3 separate regions of the Zea mays genome follow, and regions 1 and 3 are each linked to region 2. A link is a contact called in public Hi-C data. All regions are on one chromosome and are shown on one strand. The core of a region is the stretch at or near the end of the contact, and the rest is flanking DNA. Distances in the headings are between cores, read along the strand shown. Region 1 holds the start of LOC100286375 (40S ribosomal protein S10). Region 2 holds the start of LOC100194341 (Peroxidase 12). Region 3 holds the start of LOC100274736.

What was found. Hi-C and Micro-C count contacts between places; a contact is called where the count stands out from the background.
Region 1: a Hi-C map of leaf shows a contact between it and region 2, with 9 times the contacts expected there. The contact joins the promoter of LOC100286375 here to the promoter of LOC100194341 in region 2. A contact is called at or near these places in 21 of 25 Hi-C or Micro-C datasets (bundle sheath, ear, endosperm and 5 more) and 2 of 3 datasets of contacts at active chromatin or transcription factors (leaf and seedling).
Region 3: a Hi-C map of ear shows a contact between it and region 2, with 1.8 times the contacts expected there. The contact joins the promoter of LOC100274736 here to the promoter of LOC100194341 in region 2. A contact is called at or near these places in 2 of 25 Hi-C or Micro-C datasets (ear and leaf).

Annotation. Positions count from the first base shown.
Region 1 is chr3:148,501,550-148,504,249 of Zm-B73-REFERENCE-NAM-5.0, reverse strand. LOC100286375 (40S ribosomal protein S10) reads right to left here and starts at 1,420. Exons shown (of 5, transcript NM_001159262.2): 1 at 1,336-1,420; 2 at 1,195-1,243; 3 at 739-1,021; 4 at 334-469. The coding sequence starts at 1,338.
Region 2 is chr3:148,332,028-148,334,727 of Zm-B73-REFERENCE-NAM-5.0, reverse strand. LOC100194341 (Peroxidase 12) reads left to right here and starts at 1,256. Exons shown (of 2, transcript NM_001139377.1): 1 at 1,256-1,826; 2 at 1,974-2,700. The coding sequence starts at 1,365. The coding sequence ends at 2,225.
Region 3 is chr3:148,554,483-148,557,182 of Zm-B73-REFERENCE-NAM-5.0, reverse strand. It overlaps LOC100274736, which reads left to right and starts at 1,405. Exons shown (of 3, transcript NM_001374111.1): 1 at 1,405-1,741; 2 at 1,830-2,009; 3 at 2,135-2,700. The coding sequence starts at 1,574. The coding sequence ends at 2,671. LOC103650707 (sporulation-specific protein 15) reads left to right here. Exons shown (of 11, transcript XM_008676274.3): 11 at 1-342. The coding sequence ends at 30.

The sequences.
Region 1 (2,700 bases), core at 171-2,670, 170 kb before region 2:
ACATGAACATGCATGGATATACCAAAGGGGCTCAAGCGGATTACTACACACAAACTTAAGTACTCCCTCGGTTCAAATTATAAGACACTTTGACATTTCTAAATGCATCCCTTTTATTATGTAACTAGACATACTGTATATCCAAGTGCGTAGCAAAAACCACGAATCTAGAAAAAAAACATCTAATAATTTGGAAGAGAGCGGGAGTAACAAAGCTGGACAAGTTGTGCAAAAAATAAGCTTGTTTTCTTGAAACGAACTGGACATTTGTGAGTTAAGAAACCAATGTAAACAAAAAAATATGTGAGATGCGCGCAGTTTTCTAGAACTTACCCTAAAAGATGGCTGGAAATCCGCAGGAGCACTACCCTTCTCACCACCAAAATCACCCATTGCACCTCGTGGACCTCCTCTGTAACCATCCCTATCCCCAAACCTAGGTCTGTCTTCCCCAAAGCGAGGGGGACCCCTGTCAAATAAACATAATAGGTAAGTAACCATGGCTTCATGGTGAAACTCTACTAGCAATCCAGGAATATGATATAATGTACAAAAGTAAATGTAGAAGCCTTATGGCAATTTCAAAATTAGATGCATACGAAACAAAATTTGTAGGCTCTGGAACAATTCACAATGACTGTCAAAATAGCAGGCAGCAATGACGAGTTCAATTATCATCATGTGAAAATCTGGTGTCAGAATACAGAACTGCAAACAACTCTAGTGTGACAAATGTACCTGGGGCGGTCACCCGGTGGGCCAGAGCCAAAGGGACGGGACGGGGGCTTGGAGGACTTCTTGAGGGTGTTGGGCACAACCTCTGACGGCAGGTTGAGGAAGCTGCGGAGGTGCTCAATGCCATCGTTGGTGAGGTACCAGTAGTAGTACTGCCAGGAGAAGGTCTCCCTGACATACTCCTTGGACTTGAAGCTCTGCATGAGCTTAATCACCTCCAGGTTGGGCACGTCAAGCTTGGGGTGCTTGGCCAGGTTGTAGTCCTTCTTGGCATATAGAACCCCCTCTGCAACATAAAGTTGAACGGTTCTCAATCTAAGACAAGGACGGGCTTGGGTCGTACACGATCCGAATATTGCTAATGCTTGTAATGTCTGAATTGGTATCTAAATCTAATGAAATAATCTTATATTGGGCGCGCCTAGGGGGACGGGCGAAGAGGGAGGAGAAGGAGCTCACCATGGAAGATGTACTTGCAGATCTCGCGGCGGTTCTTCTTGGAGATGATCTGCGAACGGAGGAAGGGATGGAAATCACGTTAGAAGAAGCATTGGTAATGAACCAACAGACGAGGTAATGGAATCGATGAGAGGCGCTCACCATGGTGAATGAAGGACTCGCGGCGGCGACGGCGTGACGGCTGGGAGTGTTGGGCGGGGGTCGAGGAGCGGTGGCGCGGACAGAAAACCCTACATTTGTGGCGAGTTGGTATATAGGGAGAGGCGGACCTGGGCCGCACGGGTCCCTCTCTTCGTTACAGGTTGAAGTCGGCCCATTTCCATAAGACGTAGTAGGAAGTAAGCTGGGCTAGGCATTGGGCCTGTGAAATGCGGGAGGACATTCTCATCGGAATTCAGATTCAGATGTCGCTAGGGTAGGAGATAGATTAGTACTTAGAGCGACTTTAAAAAAACCCTAAACTAACCCCAAAATTAATATTAGAGAAATATTCGCTTTTTAATTAGTCTAACAGATCTTTTTTTATCCCGAAAACTTCACGTCCCTTATTTACAGCCTCATTTCCCTCATATTTGCTCGTCCCTCGTGTGGACGCCATCGACACCCGTCCTGTGACGCTAGCTACGAGCCTACGACGAGTGCAGGGGCCGAATGAATGGAGGTAGCTGGATGGAGGGAGACAAGACAGCTACATTAGGTAGCCGGACATACACTAACTTTAAAAAATACAGAAACATATGTAATATATATATATATATATATATATATATATATATATATATATTCGTCTGAAATAGCAATGTTCATTTGTAGAATTCTCTTATAATAATTTCTTTTCATGATACCCCACTATTCTGTCTCGTATAAGGACTCAATGTCTTTGGATAGAACCACAATATTTCTTTTTATCATCGGACTCATCCGCGTCAGTTGTTTAATATTTTGCGGATTGCTGAAGTAACAGTTTCTTCCATCCCTAAAACTTTATTTTAGTATGTCCCTTGTGATCAGTTTTTTTTAAAAAAAAAATATCATTTCCTTTTGAAGTTGCTCTTACTGCTGCTTATATACTCGAGATGCATGGCTAGTCTAGTCGCATCGTACATGGGGCCTACACATCAACACATGTATGATGATGACAGGATGATTGGCAATGTTGTGATCGATGTGAAGACTGAAAAAAGAAAAAAAAAGATCAACTTTTGCTCCTGGTCAAGGAGCAAAGAGATGCAAAGTATGCAGACCACACAACAAGTAGTCGACAGTGACGGCGTTTAACTGAAACAGCCAGCGAGGCGTGTACGTGATCGATCGACGCAAAGAAAAGCTTTACTTTCTGGAGCTAGTCATGGGCCGCGGCCTAGTACTTGCAGCTTCAGTTTCTCCTCCACATCCGTCACCTCGCTCCGCGTCGCTTTCAGATAGGATAGGAGACAGTGCGTGCTACTTTGAACTCAGTTTGTGTCTGCATCAATCGATGACTGGATGGATGAGAACCAACTGTAC
Region 2 (2,700 bases), core at 7-2,506:
TAACTAGATTAAAATAACAAAATTTATGTATAGCTAGGATTACAAATTGATTATGAAACATTTTCTCATAAAAATATAACACAGATTTTGTATATAAGTTATTGTAGTATACTGGTATTATATATTCCCGTTGCAACGCACGGGCATCAGCTAGTATTTCAGATAACCCGGATTCCCGACAGAATATCGTGAGCGAGGAGTCGGAGGCCAAGACACGTTGCACCGCGCGCCACGAGACGAGACGCCCAAACTGAGACGTGTGGCTTACACGCGGCGCCGGCCGCGTGACGGCCGGACCTGCATGTGATGGTGACGTGGCATGTGAGGCTGCATGCATACTTACGAGTTACGATGATGAGTTGATGACTGAAATACGTACGTACGCACGATGAGCGATGAGATCGTCCGCCAGCAGCCTACTACATAGCACACATGGTTCTTCCCTCTTGATCTATCGTCTAGATCTCTCCCATAGTCATCAGTCTCATACTCTACGCCAAGCCAAAGTAGCCGCCGCCCAAAACTGACCAACTCACATATATAGCACAGTCGACCACCAGATCGAAGCAGAACCTAACACCAGCACAGTGTACGTGGCAGCTGCGTATAGTACGTACGTGCTGCTACAGCATACACGGATCGATCGGGGATGGAAGAAGCTTCACGGGCCGGCCGGACCACATGGCATGGCAGCGATCACAGATGGCAGTTTGGCCAAGAGAACTCGACAACACCAATACGGTGCGGTGGTTGCTGGCAGCTAGCTAGTACGCGGCCGGCGGCTCTACCGGTGGTCTCTCATCTTGATTGTTGAGCCATGCACATGCACGCTCTAAGAGAATTTGTACTTTGATTGTCAAAGAAACAAAACAGATGCAAGTAAATACCAGTTTTATTACCACAATAACAGCTCTGCAAAACGATAGATTGATTAAATTTACATATACATAACACCTTTAACTAAAAAAACATTCTGTTCACGTACAGTCCCTCATGTCATATATATGCTGGCCGCTTTGCTGAGCACGGTCTAGCTCATGTAGGTAGGCAGCGACCCACCCGGCCGGTTTTATTGTTTCTTCACTCTGCCGTCACGTACCACATACGCCATCTTGTTTGTTCGTTTAAAACTTAGTTTGTTGCAAGAAAAATAAAGAACAAAAATGTGAATTTTTACGTGTATGAAATGGGGTCCGGCCTTGAGCTATACTGGGTCTCTTACTCTCTTTAGGCTAGCTCTGCCAGTCTTGCTCTCCACACTCGCTCTGCTACTAGCTACTAGCAGTAGAGAAGTAGAGGAGAGAGCATCTAGCTAGCGCCGTCGGACGGAGCTACCTCACCGCCGACCGCGCGCGAAGAGATCGATGGCTCATGCTGTTACGCTCGCTGCTGCAGCCGCGGTCGTCGTCCTCATCGTCGTCTGCTGCTGCTCCTCTTCGGAGGCCGCCGGCCACAGCGTCAACGCGAGGCAGCCGCCGCTGGCGCCCAGCCTGTCCTTGGACTTCTACAAGCGGAGCTGCCCCAGGGCGGAGTCCGTCGTGCGGAGGTTCGTGCAGGACGCCGTGCGCAGGGACGCCGGCCTCGCAGCCGGCCTCCTCCGCCTCCACTTCCACGACTGCTTCGTCCAGGGCTGCGACGCGTCCGTGCTCCTGGACGGCTCAGCCACCGGCCCGGGCGAGCAGCAGGCGCCGCCCAACCTCACGCTGCGCCCCACCGCGTTCAAGGCCATCAACGACATCCACGACCGCCTCCAGAAGGAGTGCGGTGGCGCAGTCGTGTCCTGCTCCGACGTCCTCGCGCTCGCCGCCAGGGACTCAGTCGTCGTGGTACGTCGTGTCGTGGCATGCACATGCACTGCACACTCCTTGATTAATTAAATTGGTTGGTCGTTCTTCATGCATGCTATTGCTTACACTGCCTGCCTGCCTCGCTCGTCTGTCGTCTCCTTAATTGCATATTTGCATGCATTGCAGTCCGGAGGTCCCAGCTACAAGGTGCCGCTGGGTCGGCGCGACAGTGCGAGCTTCGCGACGCGAGAGGACGTCCTGAGCGGGCTCCCGCCGCCGACGGCCGCCGTGCCGGCGCTTCTCGCCGTGCTGTACTGCTGTCCAAGATCAACCTGGACGCGACGGACCTGGTGGCGCTGTCGGGCGGCCACACCATCGGGCTGGGCCACTGCGCGTCCTTCGAGAGCCGCCTGTTCCCGCGCCAGGACCCGACGCTGAACGCCACCTTCGCCGGCCACCTGCGCCGGACCTGCCCGGCCAAGGGCACCGACCGCCGGACGCCGCTGGACGTGCGCACGCCCGACGCGTTCGACAACAAGTACTACGTCAACCTGGTGAACCGTGAGGGGCTCTTCACCTCCGACCAGGACCTCTTCAGCAACCCCGGCACCAGGCCCCTCGTCGAGAAGTTCGCGCGCAGCCAGAGAGACTTCTTCGACCAGTTCGCCTTCTCCGTGGTGAAGATGGGGCAGATCAAGGTGCTCACGGGCGCGCAGGGGCAGATCCGCAGGAACTGCTCCGCCCGCAACGCAGGCATGACGTGGTCCGTCGTCGACGAGGCTGCACAGCAGAGCTTCGTGTTCTAGACTTTGTACGTACTAGCTGGCTACTGTGTGGGCGGCGGTGTCCTGTCAACAGAACAGATAGCTAGCAGTAGCACTGGACGGCATGCAGCGCCCCCATGCATCTAGCT
Region 3 (2,700 bases), core at 156-2,655, 220 kb before region 2:
CTGAAGAACCGAACACCATGGAGATCATAGGGAACCACCAATCAAAGCGAAGAAAACTAACGAGAGAAGAAAAAAAAAGTGTCAGCCAGCTGCAGGCTTTGTATACAATCTTGTGCGACGGCAGTGGGATACATTTTGTAGTGTATATATATCAGCTGTATCGATTGTAGAGTTGTAGTGAGCGAGTGATATGCATAAAATGTAACACAGCACCTTGTACAAGAAACAAGCCTTGTTATCTGATTGTTCCTTGCCAACAAACCAACCATCAGTCTTTGAAGCAGTGGGTGTATCCACGTTGCTGATTGTATTTTGCAGTTATTTGTATAGATCGTTGATCAACTAACCGCTCCCCTTATTCTGTTTTTACTAGAGACCAGGTTGTAGTAGATGGCTTTATCAAAATTCTTTTAGTGTGTGAGTTATAAAAGCTTAAATATGATCTTAACATAAGAAGCTGTATTAAAACATGTGTCTAGACAATTGTTTTTCCTAGTAAGATAGATTTCTTAACAGGTTTAATCATAATTTATTTTATAAGAATGTGTTGATTTAGAAATTATATATTATATAAAAAATTAAAATTTTGTGTATAAATAAAAAGACGTTGGTTATTATATATACAAGAGAGGTGGATAGGGTGATGCAACGTTTTAGACCACTTTTAGGATGATTCCAACCATCCTCTCTTCATCTACATATTATTTGTTTATTTTTAAATATATCTCCTTTTTTTCCCTCCCTATTTCATCTCCTCTTCGAACATTTTTTTTCCTATTTAACTTTTATTTACGTTTTAATTGAGTTATTTGATTTTTATACGTTTTAACTGAGTTATATGACTTTTATACGTCTAGTTTTAAAAATTATATAATATTTGTAGCCGTAATACGCATTGTTTTTAGCTAAATAAACTTAAAAAAAATTAATTTCGTAGTCAATCTGAGAGACGAGAGAATTCAGCGCAGCTTTCGATACCGCTTTTACTTTTTTTTTAATTTATCCAAGCTACTCTAAAAGTGGGTTGAAGACTAGACAAACAAAGTGAGAGGCGGAAGTGGAAAAAAGACACAGCACCGTACGCTTGTTGTGCACATCGCCACATGCATCCAGGATGGAAGAAGCGGCGAGGCGATATCCAGAAAGGGAACTGGGGATAGGATCGCAACAAGAAATTAAAGAGGCATGGGTGCATGTATAGTTGGTGACGAAGCATGAATGCATTCTTCGTGGCGAAGCGCGACGCTTGCCTGCAAGACACGAGGGGGTAGGTGCACGTGTGCCGCCCTGCCGGAGCTCACGTGTCCCAAATCTGGAACTCATCCATCCATCCGGTCGCCCGGCCGGCCTCATCTCCTCACCAGATCACCTACTACTTGCTACTCTTGCTACTAGCTAGGTGAGGAGTAGGATCGTGGATCGTACGAGTAGCTCAAGAAGGAAACAAAACGGCAGGCTTGCAGTTCCAATCCATCCCGCTGGCATCGTCTGTTCTTCGTCCTTCCATGCTCTAGACTAGCTAGCGTTGCAGTGCAGAGCATGACACAGGCAGGCATGGAGTAGTGACATATAGATGGAGCTGGCCTGGAGCTGCTGCTGCTTCTTGCTCGCCGCCTGCGCGCGCTCTCTCCGTCGTCTGCTCCAGCTCCCCGCGCTCCTCTGCTGCGAGGCCATGGCGTGGGCGGTCACCTTCCTTGCCTTCCCGCTCCGCATGCTCACCGCCGTCGAGAGGGAGCGCAAGGTGAGGCTCCAGCTTTTATTTTCCTTTTAGCCCTTTGCTATATATATGTGCTAGCAGCTCATTAATCTGACAAACCTTTCCACCACAGTTGGGGTGGCTGGTTGCGGAGATGCAGGCGCAGATGGACGACCTGGCGTTGGAGAACGCGGCGCTGGAGGACAGGCTGCGGGCGGCGCTCCGGGAGCGGGAAGCCGTGGAGGCGGTCCTTGACGACGTGGAGGACGAGCACGAGGACGCCCTCGCCAGGATCCATGTCCTCGACGCCCAGGTATGTCGTACATCTAGACCTAGAGGAGTTCTCATGCTCATGCGTACGTACATGACATGCGGCGTTGCCAGTTGCCACCGCTCACTATCCCGGCCCCCTCTCTTAATTTGCTGCTCTTCATTCAGCTCAAGGCGCTGAGGCAGGAGAACGTGCGGCTGAACGAGCACAAGGGCAAGTCCAGGTGGGACGACAAGCCCGCGGCGCAGGCGCAGGCGGCGTCCCACCAGTCCGACGACAAGCTGAAGCCGGCGGCCAAGAGGGATCGGGGAGAGGAAGACGCGGCGGTGGCGACGACAGCCCAGTCAGCCAATCATGCCGCCGGCGGCCCGGCGTCGGAGCCACCGCCGGTGGACAGCTACGATGCCCTGCAGGCGACGGCCGTGGCGCGGTGCCGCAGCCTGTTCAGCCTCGGCATATCGCTGGCGGTGGGCGCGGTGGCGTGGTCGGCCGACGCGCCGTGCCTGCCGCTGCTGGCGGGGCTGTTCGCCGTCGTGGCCGTGTCCATGCGCAGCGTGTCGCGGCTGCGCCGGCGGGCCGGGGACGACGGCGCCGTCGCGCTGCTCGGCCTCAACTGGTTCCTCCTCGGCCTGCTCACCTCGCCCATGCTGCCGGCCGCCCTCGGCCCCGCGCTCACGTGGCTCGCCGCAACCGCGCCCCTGTGACGTCCCGGCCCCGGCCCGCTATTTCCGTT